Linked DNA regions of Callithrix jacchus: region 2 is linked to region 1. A link is a contact called in public Hi-C data. All regions are on one chromosome and are shown on one strand. The core of a region is the stretch at or near the end of the contact, and the rest is flanking DNA. Distances in the headings are between cores, read along the strand shown. Region 1 holds the start of MED20 (mediator complex subunit 20). Region 2 holds the start of MRPS10 (mitochondrial ribosomal protein S10).

What was found. A called contact is a pair of places that touch in the nucleus more often than the background predicts.
Region 2: a contact with region 1 is called in a Hi-C map of skeletal muscle, with 6 times the contacts expected there. The contact joins the promoter of MRPS10 here to the promoter of MED20 in region 1. A contact is called at or near these places in 2 of 3 Hi-C or Micro-C datasets (both in skeletal muscle).

Annotation. Positions count from the first base shown.
Region 1 is chr4:50,420,647-50,427,129 of calJac240_pri, forward strand. MED20 (mediator complex subunit 20) reads right to left here and starts at 4,225. Exons shown (of 5, transcript XM_017971085.4): 1 at 4,111-4,225; 2 at 3,085-3,230. The coding sequence starts at 3,179. BYSL (bystin like) reads left to right here and starts at 4,604. Exons shown (of 7, transcript XM_002746535.6): 1 at 4,604-4,931. The coding sequence starts at 4,664.
Region 2 is chr4:50,730,326-50,736,406 of calJac240_pri, forward strand. MRPS10 (mitochondrial ribosomal protein S10) reads right to left here and starts at 2,509. Exons shown (of 5, transcript XM_035295637.3): 1 at 2,357-2,509. The coding sequence starts at 2,494.

The DNA of each region.
Region 1 (6,483 bases), core at 2,975-5,474:
CCTGAGCTGTTCTGCACAGTAGCCCAGAGCCACAGGTGGCTGGGGGCTAGTGTATTGGACATCGCTGTTAGAGCACTTTTCCATCATGACAGAAAGTTCTATTCAACAGCCCTAGGAACAAAGAAAAAAGCAGGCTTCAAGTTTATAATCTTTGGGAATGAGAGGCAACAGTATTTACAAGAATCAAAACAATGGAACAAAATCAAAAACATTATTCCCAAGATTTCCTCCTATGGTGAGTGAACCTCCTATGGTGGCTTCCCCTTTAGAGTGGTGGGCAACAACTGCCAACCAACAATGTGTCCTAGAGCCTTTAAAGGAGTTAACTCTCCAAATCCTCACAGCAGTCCTATGGAGGTGTGTTATTTATCAATTTGTTACAAATAAGGAAACTGCCGGGTGCGATGGCTCATGCCTATAATCCCAGCACTCTGGGAGGACAAGGCAGGCTGATCACTTGAGGTCAGGAGTTTGAGACCAGCCTGGCCAACATGGAGAAACCCTGTCTCCACCAAAAATACAAAACTTAGCCAGACATGATGGTGTGCACTTGTAGTCCCAGCTACACAGGAACCTGAGGCAGAAGAATCACTTAAACCCAGGAGGCGGAGGGTGCAGTGAGCCAAGATTCTACCACTGCACTCCAGCCTGGGCAACAGCAGCAAAATCATCTGGAAAAAAAGAAGAAACTGAGGTACAGTACAAAGAGGTTAAATAACTTGCACTAGGTCACACAGTTAATGGGTGGTACACCCAAGACTAAAAGCCCAGCAATCTGACTTCATGTCCAGGCAATTTTATTTATTTGTTTGTTTATTTATTTATTTATTTATTTTTGTGACAGAGTTTTGCTCTTGTTGCCCAAGCTGGAGTGCAATGGCGCAATCTCTCTCACTGCAACCTCCACCTCCCAAGTTCAAGCAATTCTCCTGTCTCAGCCTCACAAGCAGCTGGGATTACAGGCGAGCGCCACCACGCCCAGCTAATTTTTTGTATTTTTACTAGAGACAAGGTTTCATGATGTTGGCCAGGCTGGTCTTAGACTCCTGACCAAAGGTGATCTGCCTACCTCGGCCTCCCAAAGTGCTGGGATTACAGGTGTGAGCCACCACACCCAGCCAATGCCCATGCTCTTAACCACTCACTAGACTGCCTATATAGGGACATAGTGCCTGTTAAAGATTTTTAAGGAAAAGATCAATTCTTCAAAAAAAAAAAAAATTAATAAACAATAGTGCAGGCAGTACTCAGCTATACAAAAATCAAGAAAATAATTATAGATGACATTGCTTTATGATCAACTAAATGAATCTATTAAGGTAGAGTCCATCTGTTGCTAAAAATTGTCACTGCTTGCAGGCACGTTGGCTCATGCCTGTAATCCCAGCACTTTGGGAGGCTGAGATGGGTGAATCACAAGATCAGGTGTTTGAGACCAGCCTGGCCAACATGGTGAAACCTCATCTCTACTAAACATACAAGAAAATTAGCCAGATGTTGTAGTGCATGCCTGTAATCTCAGTACTTGAGGCTGAGGCAGGAGAATTGCTTGAACCCAGAGGGCAGAGGTTAAAAAGAGCCAAGATCGCACCCACTGCACTCCAGCTTGGGCAGCAAGAGCAAAACTCTGTCTTAAAAAAAAAATTGTCACTACTCTATCAGAAAAAGCACTGATAAACAATGCTGCTAATGTGCCTTATTTTGAAATATAAAAGAATCCCTAACGGATGCTACAAGGGACAGAAGTCCTAGGATTCTGAAAAAGTTGTTAAAGGTTACCACAGAGAGCCCTTTGTGGGTAACCCCCATATAGGCACCGAGGAATGAGAGCTAAGTAGAACCCTGGCACAGTTAGGGCTTGAGGAATATCTCACTTTATAGTGTTACCACTCAGCCATTTCCTTTTATATAATCCTTTATACAGTCATATATTAGTTTATAGAAATAGGGCTTGACAAATCCCTTTATATAATCTTCTCTATATAATCATATAATAGTTAATAGTATGAGTGCCTAAAGAATATTTCCCTACATGTATACCTATATCTTAGTTCATATCAGAGGAATGCGTAGAGTGGACACAGTACATAGTATGAATTAAGGAATAAGCAGCTTATAATCAGAGGAATGCCTAAGAGCAGACACTGTGCAGAGCATGATTTAAGGGAAAAACAGTTATGCCAGGACAAGAATCCATGGCCCAGGCGGCAGCGTTCAGTATCGTAAAGATACCCGCTGTATGGCAGGCTTGGGACGAGAGCCACTCCTCCTCATGAAGGAGTTGTAGGACCTTGCTCCCGTTCTTGTGGAAGGCTGCCCTCAGAACGGCAATCCACCTTGGTGACTGTGAACTTTATCAGCTCTTGCTACTGTGCTGCTTGAAAAGCATCTTCCCATAGGACCCATTGGAAGCTGCCAGAAGGTGGCGGTAACCCTGACAGCTCTGTCACTGCTATGTGACTTAAAGCATCCTCCTATAAATCTTCCTAGAAGGAGTTTGACCATAGATAGAAGTATTGCACACTGAGCACGGCCCACCTTCATACCTCGGTGACCTAATGGGGGTGGACCCCTTACTGCACACGGCCCTTGCCTTTGTGGGAACGGGCCCTTTGCTGTGCACTGTCCACCTCCTGGCCTAGGTGACCTCATGGGGGTGGACCCCATGTTTTATTGCTCACGACCCTATCTCTATCCTTAAAGATGATTTCACTCACTGGCCTGCCCCCTAACCTACACAATAAATACTCATGCTTCTGGACATTCGGGGCCTCGCCTGACTCTGCTTCTAGGTGGTGTGCCCCCCTCTCCACCCTGAGCCCAGCTGCGTTTTTGTTGTACTTCTGTGTCCTGTCTCTTTATTTCTCGGATCCTGCGCCTCAGCACAGCATAAGGCTCACCCCACGACCCTGTGGGGCCATCAGCCCTACATCAGGCTCCCAACGTGCCCTACATCCTTTCCCTGGAGCTGCCTTTTCCATTTGAGAGCAGGGGTGGCAGGGCACAATGGCTCATGTCTGTAATGCCAACACTTTGGGAGACCAAAGCAGGAGGCTCACTTCAGTTCAGAAATTCAAAACCCACTTGTGCAAAATAGCAAGACCCAATTTCTTTTTTTTTTTTTTTAAAGAAAGAGCAAAGGGTTCCAGGGTTCTACGCTGCATCCGTTCCATTTCCATCTTTCACGTATCTTGCTTCCATTAAGGAACACAGGAGGAGGAGGATGTCAACTGTGGGAAACAAGAGTGCAATCACTGAGAAACCCGCGAGAAACGGGGCTACCAGGAGAAGTATTTACCCCACACACGCTTTTATATGAGCTACAGCCACTGGCTTCAGATATCCTGGCCCCCGGGATTCTCCCACAGGAAAGATGCTCACACCTCCTGCGATAAGAAAAAAAAATGTCTGGGACCTAGTACCTTACAACTAATGCCTCCGCGAGCGTTGTACCTTTCCCTGCCACCTCATCTTCCAACTGAGACTTAAAACATATGAAAGATAAAAACTCCATTGAAACTAGACCAACCATGGAATTAAACATAGTGAGAAGCAGGTCCTAAAGAGTGCCTGGAACCACGATCTCCTTCTTATCAATAGCCTCTTTTTTCCTCTAGACCCAAGATCTTAAAATGGGCAAATTACAAACAGACACCAGCTGGTCTAACTGCATTTGATGGCTGAGACAAGGGTAGGCGAAAATCTCAAAAAAAAAAAAAAAAAATACTGTCTCCTGATCGCTTTTAACCTACTCCCTCCAACCCTGTCTGCAGGTAGGTCCTAATCCAAAGTCCCTATTTCCAACCTTGAGGTCCAAGTGCAGACAGTACTATGGCCTCACGGGAAGGAAGATGTACCCATAAGGGAAGAAGGTACATAACCATTGATAGGTCCCTGGTATAAAACCTTTGCTCTGCCGCCTTCCAAGAGGTAAGAGCGCATCTCCGAGGAAAAAGGCCCAGGGAACCCGCGGCCCGCACGGTATCCTCTTATCCAGATAACCCGAGGACATTTCGCTCAGCTCCCAGAGGACGGCGGGCCATGGTCAAGGACCTCTTCCCGGCCCTTCACAACTCCAAATCCCGCCCCACAAAACCCCTGCAGTCCTACCAAGTCACTCCCATGGTGTCGGGACAGGAAGGTGGCAGGATCACACAGTAGAAATGCGTCGTTCCCAGTCCGCCCACAGGAACTGCTTCAGTTCCCCAACACAGGCTTCGGTCGCAGAAGGGATTCCGGAAATACGTAAAAACAGAGCGCCGGGTCCACGCCTTCCCCAAGGAATGGGGCGTGTCTTGGCACCCGTCGGTGACGCCTCCAGTGACATAATCAGTGGATTCCCGCTCTCATGTTTCTAGCTCCGGAAATTCCCGGTTGGCTGAGCACTCTAGGCTTAGATCCATGAAGCTAGAAGAACGAGACTTAGACTGCACTATTGAGAGACGCCAACGTTAAAGGAAGTAAATGTATTTGGGAGTCCAGCTCCGGAACCCAGGAGCTCTTTTAGTGGGAGGGGCGGTGCTGATAGCGCTTCTGGCCTCCGATAGCTAGAGGGCGCTGTGATCGCAGCGTGGCCTCTTGGGAGGTGGGAGTTCACCCAAGTGTATTCTGGCCTTTTCGTCGTCCCCACGTGCGAACCTTCCCGGCAGTATTTTCAAGAAAAATGCCCAAGTTCAAGGCCACCCGTGGGGCCGGGGGTCAGGAAAAACATGCGCCCCTGGCTGAGCAGATCCTAGCTGGGAATGCGTTGCGGGCAGGGGTCCGGGAGAAGCGGCGGGGTCGTGGCACCGGAGAAGAGGAGGAAGAGTATGTGGGGCCTCGGCTGAGCCGACGGATTTTGCAGCAAGCACGGCAGCAACAGGAGGAGCTCGAGGCCGAGCATGGGACTGGGGACAAGCCCGCGGCGCCGCAGGAACGCACCACGCGGCTGGGTGAGTGTCTGGGATGAGGTCCGAACAAGACAATGGCTAGCAGCGGGGCCGGGGGCGGGGGGGAGGACAGCTAAAAAGTGTCCGGCAGGGGACTTGCAAAAGTAATGGAATGGGAGACTAAGCAATGGCCAGAGACCTCCGCGCCCACTCCTAGTTTTAGGCACTCCCTTCTAGGCACCCCCGAAGTTAGGCCAATAGGAAGTAATCGCTCGCGCCACTAAGTGTTCTTAGCATTTATCCATTGGTTTTGTAAATATTTATGGAAAACCTACTACGAGCTTTGCGCTATGCTCGAAGTTCAATCGAATATTTGAGTACAGAAGTAACAACATACAGACACGTCTGATTTAAGGACCTTACAGTCAAGCCCAGCGGAGAGACAATTACGTAGACTCTTAGAATAATATATTTCCATGATAAAATATCGTTTCCCTGGTGACAGTAGCATTGGTCTTGAGAAGCTTCTCCGATTGTAGGACCTTTAAGCTGAGAACTGAAAAACGAATGGGAAGTGTAATGAGCAGAAAACACGTTTCGCAGACAAAAAGGGAGAGAAATGAATTGACGTTTGATAGGTTCTTACTAGGGAGGGAGTGCTTACCTCTGAGGTGCTTCATCCACTTCTCAGATCTCATCTAAAGCAATATTTGACACAATTGAATAGTGGCCTCCTGCCCACAGTATCCTTACTTGGGTTATAAGACATCAACACTGCTGTTTCACTGCCACCTCACTTCTCAATATCGTTGGCTGACTCTTACTTGCAACCTCTTATCCTCAGTCCTCTGACCTCTTCTCTTCAGATATTCTCTAGTGCTGTCAGGTTTCATGGTTTCAATACCATCTCTTGGGTGACTACTCCTAACTTTATATTTTAGCCCTGATCTCTTTCATGAAATCCAGATTCTTATATTCAACTGCCTATTTGGCACCTCCAATTTGAAACAGCTCAAATTTAACATGTACAAAACCAATCCTGACCTTCTCTCCAAACCTGCTTCTCTCACCACTGTCTCAGTGAGTAGCATGATATTCTTTCATTTGCTAAAGATAAACATGACTCCTCTCTCTCCCTCCCTCCCCACATCTGATCTGTAAGGAAATTCTGATAACTCTGCCATCAAGTTATATCCAAAATCAGACCACTTTTCACCACTTTGGAACACCATCCTGTTCAAGCCACCAGTCTCTCACATTAGATTATCACAGACTCACCTGGATTATCACAGTAGCCTCCTAGATAGTATCTCATATTCTCCTTTTTTTCTTTTCTTTCCTTTCCTTTTTATTTTATTTTTAGACAGAGTCTCTCGCTCTGTCTCCCAGGGTAGAGTGCAGTGGCACAATCTTAGCTCACCGCAGCCTCAATCTCCTGGGCTCCGGCTATCTTCCCACCCGAGCCTCCCACATAGAGCTGGGACCACAGGTGTATGCCACCATGTATCCACCTAATTCTTTTTTTTTAGACAGTCACTCTGTCACGTAGGCTGGAGTGGTGTGATCTCGGCTCCCTGCAACCTCTGCCACCCAGATTCAAGCAATTCTCCTGCCT
Region 2 (6,081 bases), core at 1,259-3,758, 310 kb after region 1:
ATAACTCTATAATCTTTCTTGCACCGAAGGGGAAAAGAAAAGGAAAAAGGAAATCAGGTACAAATACAAGGTGGTAAGAGGTATGTGCCATTCTTCAGACATAATCCCATAGAAAATTCCCTCCCAACAATTATGCCAGTGACCCCACAATCTAGTTGTACAAGAGGAGCAAGAATATTACAAACCTCTGCTTTTTTTTTTTTTTTTTTGAGACGGAGTCTTCCTCTGTTGCCCAGGCTGGAGTGCAGTGGCTGAATTTTCGGCTCACTGCAACCTCTGCCTCCTGGGTTCAAGTGATTCTCCTGCTTTAGCCTCTTGAGTAGCTGGGATGACAGGAACCTGCCACCACACTCAGCTAATTTTTGTATTTTTAGTAGAAACAGGGTTTCACCATGTTGGCCAGGCTGTTCTGGAACTCCTGACCTCAAGTGATACGCCTGCCTCAGCCTCCCAAAATGCTGGGATTATAGGCATAAGCCACCACGCCCAGCCTTAAAGACCTCTGCTTTTAAAAGCTGGAGTTTAAAGTGCTATTACATCCACGAATCAACCTTAAGAAGTTTTAAAATTGCATTTTTCTTTGTATTTCTTGAGAGTTTGTGTGTGTGGGAGGGGGGCGGTGGTTTGGAAGGGAGGGCTGTCTGGGTAAATGTCTTAATGAAACAGTTCAGAAATTTCAACCTCTAACACCATCTGATTTTTAAGAACAGTGGTTCTCAGGTGGGGCATGGTGGCTCATGCCTGTAATCCCAGCACTTTGGGAGGCTGAGGCAGGCAGATCACTTGAGGTCAAGAGTTCAAGATCGGACTGACCAACATGGTGAAACCCTGTCTCTACTAAAAATACAAAAATTAGCTGAGCGTGGTGGCACATGCCTGTAATCTCAGCTACTCAGGAGGCTGAGGCAGGAGAATCGCTTGAACCCTGGAGGTGGAGGTTGCAGTGAGCCAAGATCGTGCCATTGCACTCCAGCCTGGGCAACAAGAACAAAATTGTCTCAAAAAAAATAATAATAATAATAATAAAGGCGAGGTTAAGCTCCTAGAATTTTGAGTTAAGATTACAAAAAGGACCATAGCTTAATATTCTGAATGAAAATTTAGTAGCAGCTGCAAGAAGAGGCCATGTGGATCAGGTTATTAAAAAAACATCCTGAAAGTAGGCAAGCCTCCTATACCCTTGGTTTAGTTGAAAGGACCTTGCCTCGCTGGAGAGCAAGCAACTGCTTGCTATCCTGCTGTCACTGTCTTCAGCCCAAAGGGAACCATGTCACACCACGTTACACACATGATGGAATAAAAGGTCAAGGTTTGTTCATGGCTAATGATGGCTAAATGACACCTCCATTTCTAGCATTTGTATAAACTGTTAGCACAATCCCGTAATAGTGAACAAAAGGAAAAAACAGTGGTTCTCAAAAATGTGGTCTGAGGACGTCTGTGGGGTCTCTGAGACACTTGCGGAGGATCCAGGAAATCAAAACTATTTTCATAATACTAAGACTTTATTTAAACTTTCCCACTCATTCGCTTACCAGTGTACAGTGAGGTTTTCCCGTAACAGCCTGAGGTGTGATATATCAAAATATTAAATGCAGAAGCAGATTTGAATCTAGCTGTCTTTTATTAAGCCGGAAATTAGAGAGCTTCAAAAATGTAAAACATTGCTGCTCCGCACTCAGTTTGTTCAGAAAGTTATTTTTCATAAAGTGTTAGTTATAACACGTAATGAGTTATTGTTACTTTTAAATCAACACATATTCTTAAGTTTTATTTTCTAAAAAGCTAAATACAGATAGCTAAAACCCACAAAAGCAAAAAAGCTCTTTGGATTCCTCAACTCCGAAAGTGTGATCTCAAGACCAAAAAGCATGAGAACCGCTGCTGAAAAGTTTTTGCTTCTCCTCCAAATAACTGCGCAGAGGATATCTAACCCACTCTTCTGGCTCGAGACCTTCCTCTAAATCTGGGTGCCAGGAATGCATCTCAATTTAGTTCCATGGAGTCTGAGATCTTGCACCAGCTAATTTTCGCGAGGCAAATGTCTTGTCTTCTCTGAGCCTCAGCTTATTTTGCAAACGTGAAAGGAGGGGTTTTGGAACATAGGAAGTACAACATCTTTTCCAGCTCTGACATTCTACGATTATCCTGGTGCCTATCTTTACCCGAATTCGTTAATTTATGTTTAATTCCATGAGAGAATTCTGATTAAACCAGCCCCTTTCTCGTCACTTTCCTGTAAACGGCGCGAGGTGACGGATAAATATCAGGAAAAATCCTGATGGGCAGAGCGGCTGGTGGCAGGGAAACTATCGCGGTCAGCCTTCCTAGTCTCCCTAACCCACCCGGTACCTGCCAGAAGCGCTGGCACACGACCCCGAACGCGGTTCGCGCCGCCATCTTGCCGCTCCCGACCTCTCAGGATTCCTTCCGGGGTTACAGTGGCGTTCTCGGACCATAGAGTTCCGCAAAAGGAGAGAACGTACATCCTCATGTTCCGACGCTGGAGCAACCATAGAGACACGATCCCGTGCCTTTCGGGGCTGGAATGTTGGCTGGCCGAGGCCGGTGTTGATAGAATTGATTCGGCCGGTGACTGTATAGTTACCAAGCCCCATTTAATATTCTTTAAATTGTCTGTGTGTGCTTGCACACACACACATATATCTATTTATTTATTTACTTATTTTTTTTTCCTTTTAGGAAAAACAACCTCAGACTCCTGGCTCAAGTGATCCTCCCAACACAGCCTCCTGAATAGCTGGACTACAAGCGCGTGCCACCACAGCTAATTTTTTTTTTTTTTTCTTGTAGAGACGGGGTCTCGTTGTATTGCCCTCGTTATTTTGTGGGCTGGTCTCGAACTCCTGTCTTCAAGTGATCCTCAAGCCTTGGCTTCCCAAGGGATTGAGATTACAGGCGTGAGCCACCAAGCCCAGCCCGAAACTAATATATTGACACCATTTACTTAAGTAGTGGAATAATGGGTAATTTATTTTCCTATTTCTGCATTTTTCAAAATTTTAACAAAATCTATATTTAATAAGAGAAAGAAAAGTCAGCCACTATTACTGGGTGTAGTTGCCACTCAGTTAGTTACCTTATTGCAATGATTTTCTAATTATGGTTCTTAATCCTGCCTTCCCCACACCAGTTTGAATTCTTGTGCTCCATCCATTTTGTATACCACTATCCTACTAATCTTTCTAAATTATTCATTTCCCTATGTTACTCTAGTATGTAGGAATTTGCAATGGCTAGCTTCATCTACAACAAGCCAAAAGTGTTTTGACTAGTTATTAATGTCCACCATAATTTTTTTTCCAAATAAAAAGATTTATAACTGGGATTTGCTGTAATAAAAACTTCTTCAGGCCAGACACAGTGGTTTACACTTGTAATCCCAGCACTGTCGTAGGCCGAGGTGGGCAGATCACCGGAGGTCAGGAGTTCGAGACCAGCCTGGTCAACATGGTGAAACTCCATGTCTACAAAAAATACAAAAAATTAGTAGGATGTCATCGTCGTGTGCCTACGGTCCCAGCTACTCGGGAAGCTGAGGCATGAGAATCACTTGAACCTGGGAGGTGAGGTTGCAGTGAGCCAAGATAGTGTCACTGCACTCCAGCTTGGGAGACACAGTGAGACTCTAAAAAAAGAGAAAAGGCCAGGTGCAGTGGTTCACACCTGTAATTTCAGCACTCAGCACTTTGGGAGGCTGAGACAGGAGGATCACCTGATGTCAGGATTTTGAGACCAGCCTGGCCAACATGGTGAAACCCCCTCTCTACTAAAAATACAAGTATTAGCATGGGGATGTGCACCTGTAATCCAAGCTATTTGGGAGGCTGAGGCAGGAGAATTGTTTGAATCCAGGAGGCAGAGGTTGCAGTAAACTGAGATTGAGATTGAGCCACTGCACTCTAGCTTGGGGGACAGACCGAGATTCTGACTCAAAAACAAAAACAAAGCAAAAAACCAACCAAACAAAAAACTTCCATCTGTGCAAATTTTTAAACATTTATTTTTATTATTTTATTTTATTTTCTTCTCATCTTAAGGTCTGCTTCTATAGTACTTTTTTTTGAGACAGTATTTCCCTCTGTTGCTCAGGCTGGAGAGCACTGGCTTGATTATATTTCACTGCAGCCTCAAACTCCTGTGCTTAAGTGATCCTCACACCACAGCCTCTGGAGTATCTAGAACTACAGGTTTTTGCCATCATTTTAAATTTTATTTTTGTTTTGTAGAGACAGAGACTTGCTATATTGCCCAGGCTGGTCTTGAACTCCTGACTTCCAGCAATCCTCTCACCTTGGCCTCCCAAAGTGCTGGTTTTACAGGTATTAGCCACTGCACCTGGCCCATTTGTGCACATTTCTAAGCTTTATTTTCCCAAAGTGCTTTCATGTATGCATTTTAGCCTAAAGAAAAACTCTAGCCTTATACTCAAATCTGGTTTCTATTCCCAGGTTTACCACTTAGTTGAGTGACTTTGAGCAAGTTACTTCCCTGCCCTGAGCCTCAGTTTTCTCATATGTCCAAAAAAAGATAACAGTAGTTGCTACTTCCGGTAGTTGCTGTGGGAATTCAATGCAATACCAATGTCTGGTGTTTAGTACAATGCCTGCCATGTAATGATACGCTATAGATGTTAGCCACTATTTCTGCCATGAAGTTTCTACCTCACCTGCCTCACAAGGCTGTTGAGAAGATTAAAAATAAAAGGATCAAGTTTATGAGAATATTTTGTTGCGGGCGGATCACGATTTCAAGAGATCAAGACCATCCTGGCCAACATGGTGAAATCCCGTCTCTACTAAAAATACAAAAATTAGCTTGGTGTGGTGGTGTGTGCCTGTAGTCCCAGCTACCTGGGAGGTGGAAGCAGGAGAATCGCTTGAACCCTGAAGGTAGAGGTTGCAGTGAACCAAGATCATGCCACTGCACTCCAGCCTGGCGACAAAGCAAGACTCCATTAAAAAAAAAAAAAAAAGAATTATACAAATATAAAGCTGTTTTTTTCTTCCCACAAAATTATTATTACCCTATTTTGCAGGCAAGAGAACCAAAGAAGAGGCAGAATAGTTTGTCCAACAGCACACCTATCTAGGAGATAGAAAAGGTCTAGGAGCAGAAACCACTTTTCCTGCCCCTCAGGCTGGCTTCTGTTTATTAGAGTTCAGTCCGTTTTGAGGTGTAGCAGAGAGTCTAGAGCGGCCTTGCACCACAGTATGAAAACAGCACACTTAGCCTGTGTGCGCTTCTGCCGGACTCAGCGATGCTTCACGTTGGCAGGCTGCCCAGTGCCCTTCTTCGAATCAGGTTCTCTCTGTGAATTGGATTTCCCTTAGCCAATGGGGTTTTCCAACAGCCTCTCCACCCCCAGTTCCGTTGCTGCTTCCAAAGTTTGCGTCAGTCTGTCCAGACAGCACTTCTGTGAGGGCTCCTCGGCCTGCCTCTGTCCCCTTTGAGTAGCCTCAGTTGGATAAATGTTCTGCAACCATAATGCTTGCAAACGACTTTCACCTAAGTTACCTACTCTGATCCTCACCAGAAGACATGGATTTTGTCCTAATTTTATAAATGAGGAAACCAACGTGAAATGACTCACTCAAGGTCATGCAGTAAGTTAGTTACAGCTAAACCAATAACCATCTTAAAAGTGGTGTCTGGTCGGGCGTGGCGGCTCACACCTGTAATCCCAGCACTTTGGGAGGCTGAGGCAGGCGGATCATGAAGTAAAGAGATCGAGACCATCCTGGCCAACATGGCAAAACCCCGTCTCTCTTAAAAATACAAAAATTAGCCAGGTGTGGTGGTGGATGCCTGTAGTCCCAGCCACCTGGGAGGCTGAGGCAGGACAATCACTTGATCCCAGGAGGCAGAGGTTTCAGTGAGCCAAGATCGCACCACTGCACTCCAGCCTGGGCGACAGAGCAAGACTCTGTATTAACAAAACAAAACAACCAGTGCCTTTTCTACCTCTGCAGCGGACTGGGGCTGATTCTATGATGCAGTTCAGTTCAATTTAAATCTCTTGGATAATAAAACCAGAAATACCCACCCACCACCCTAGCA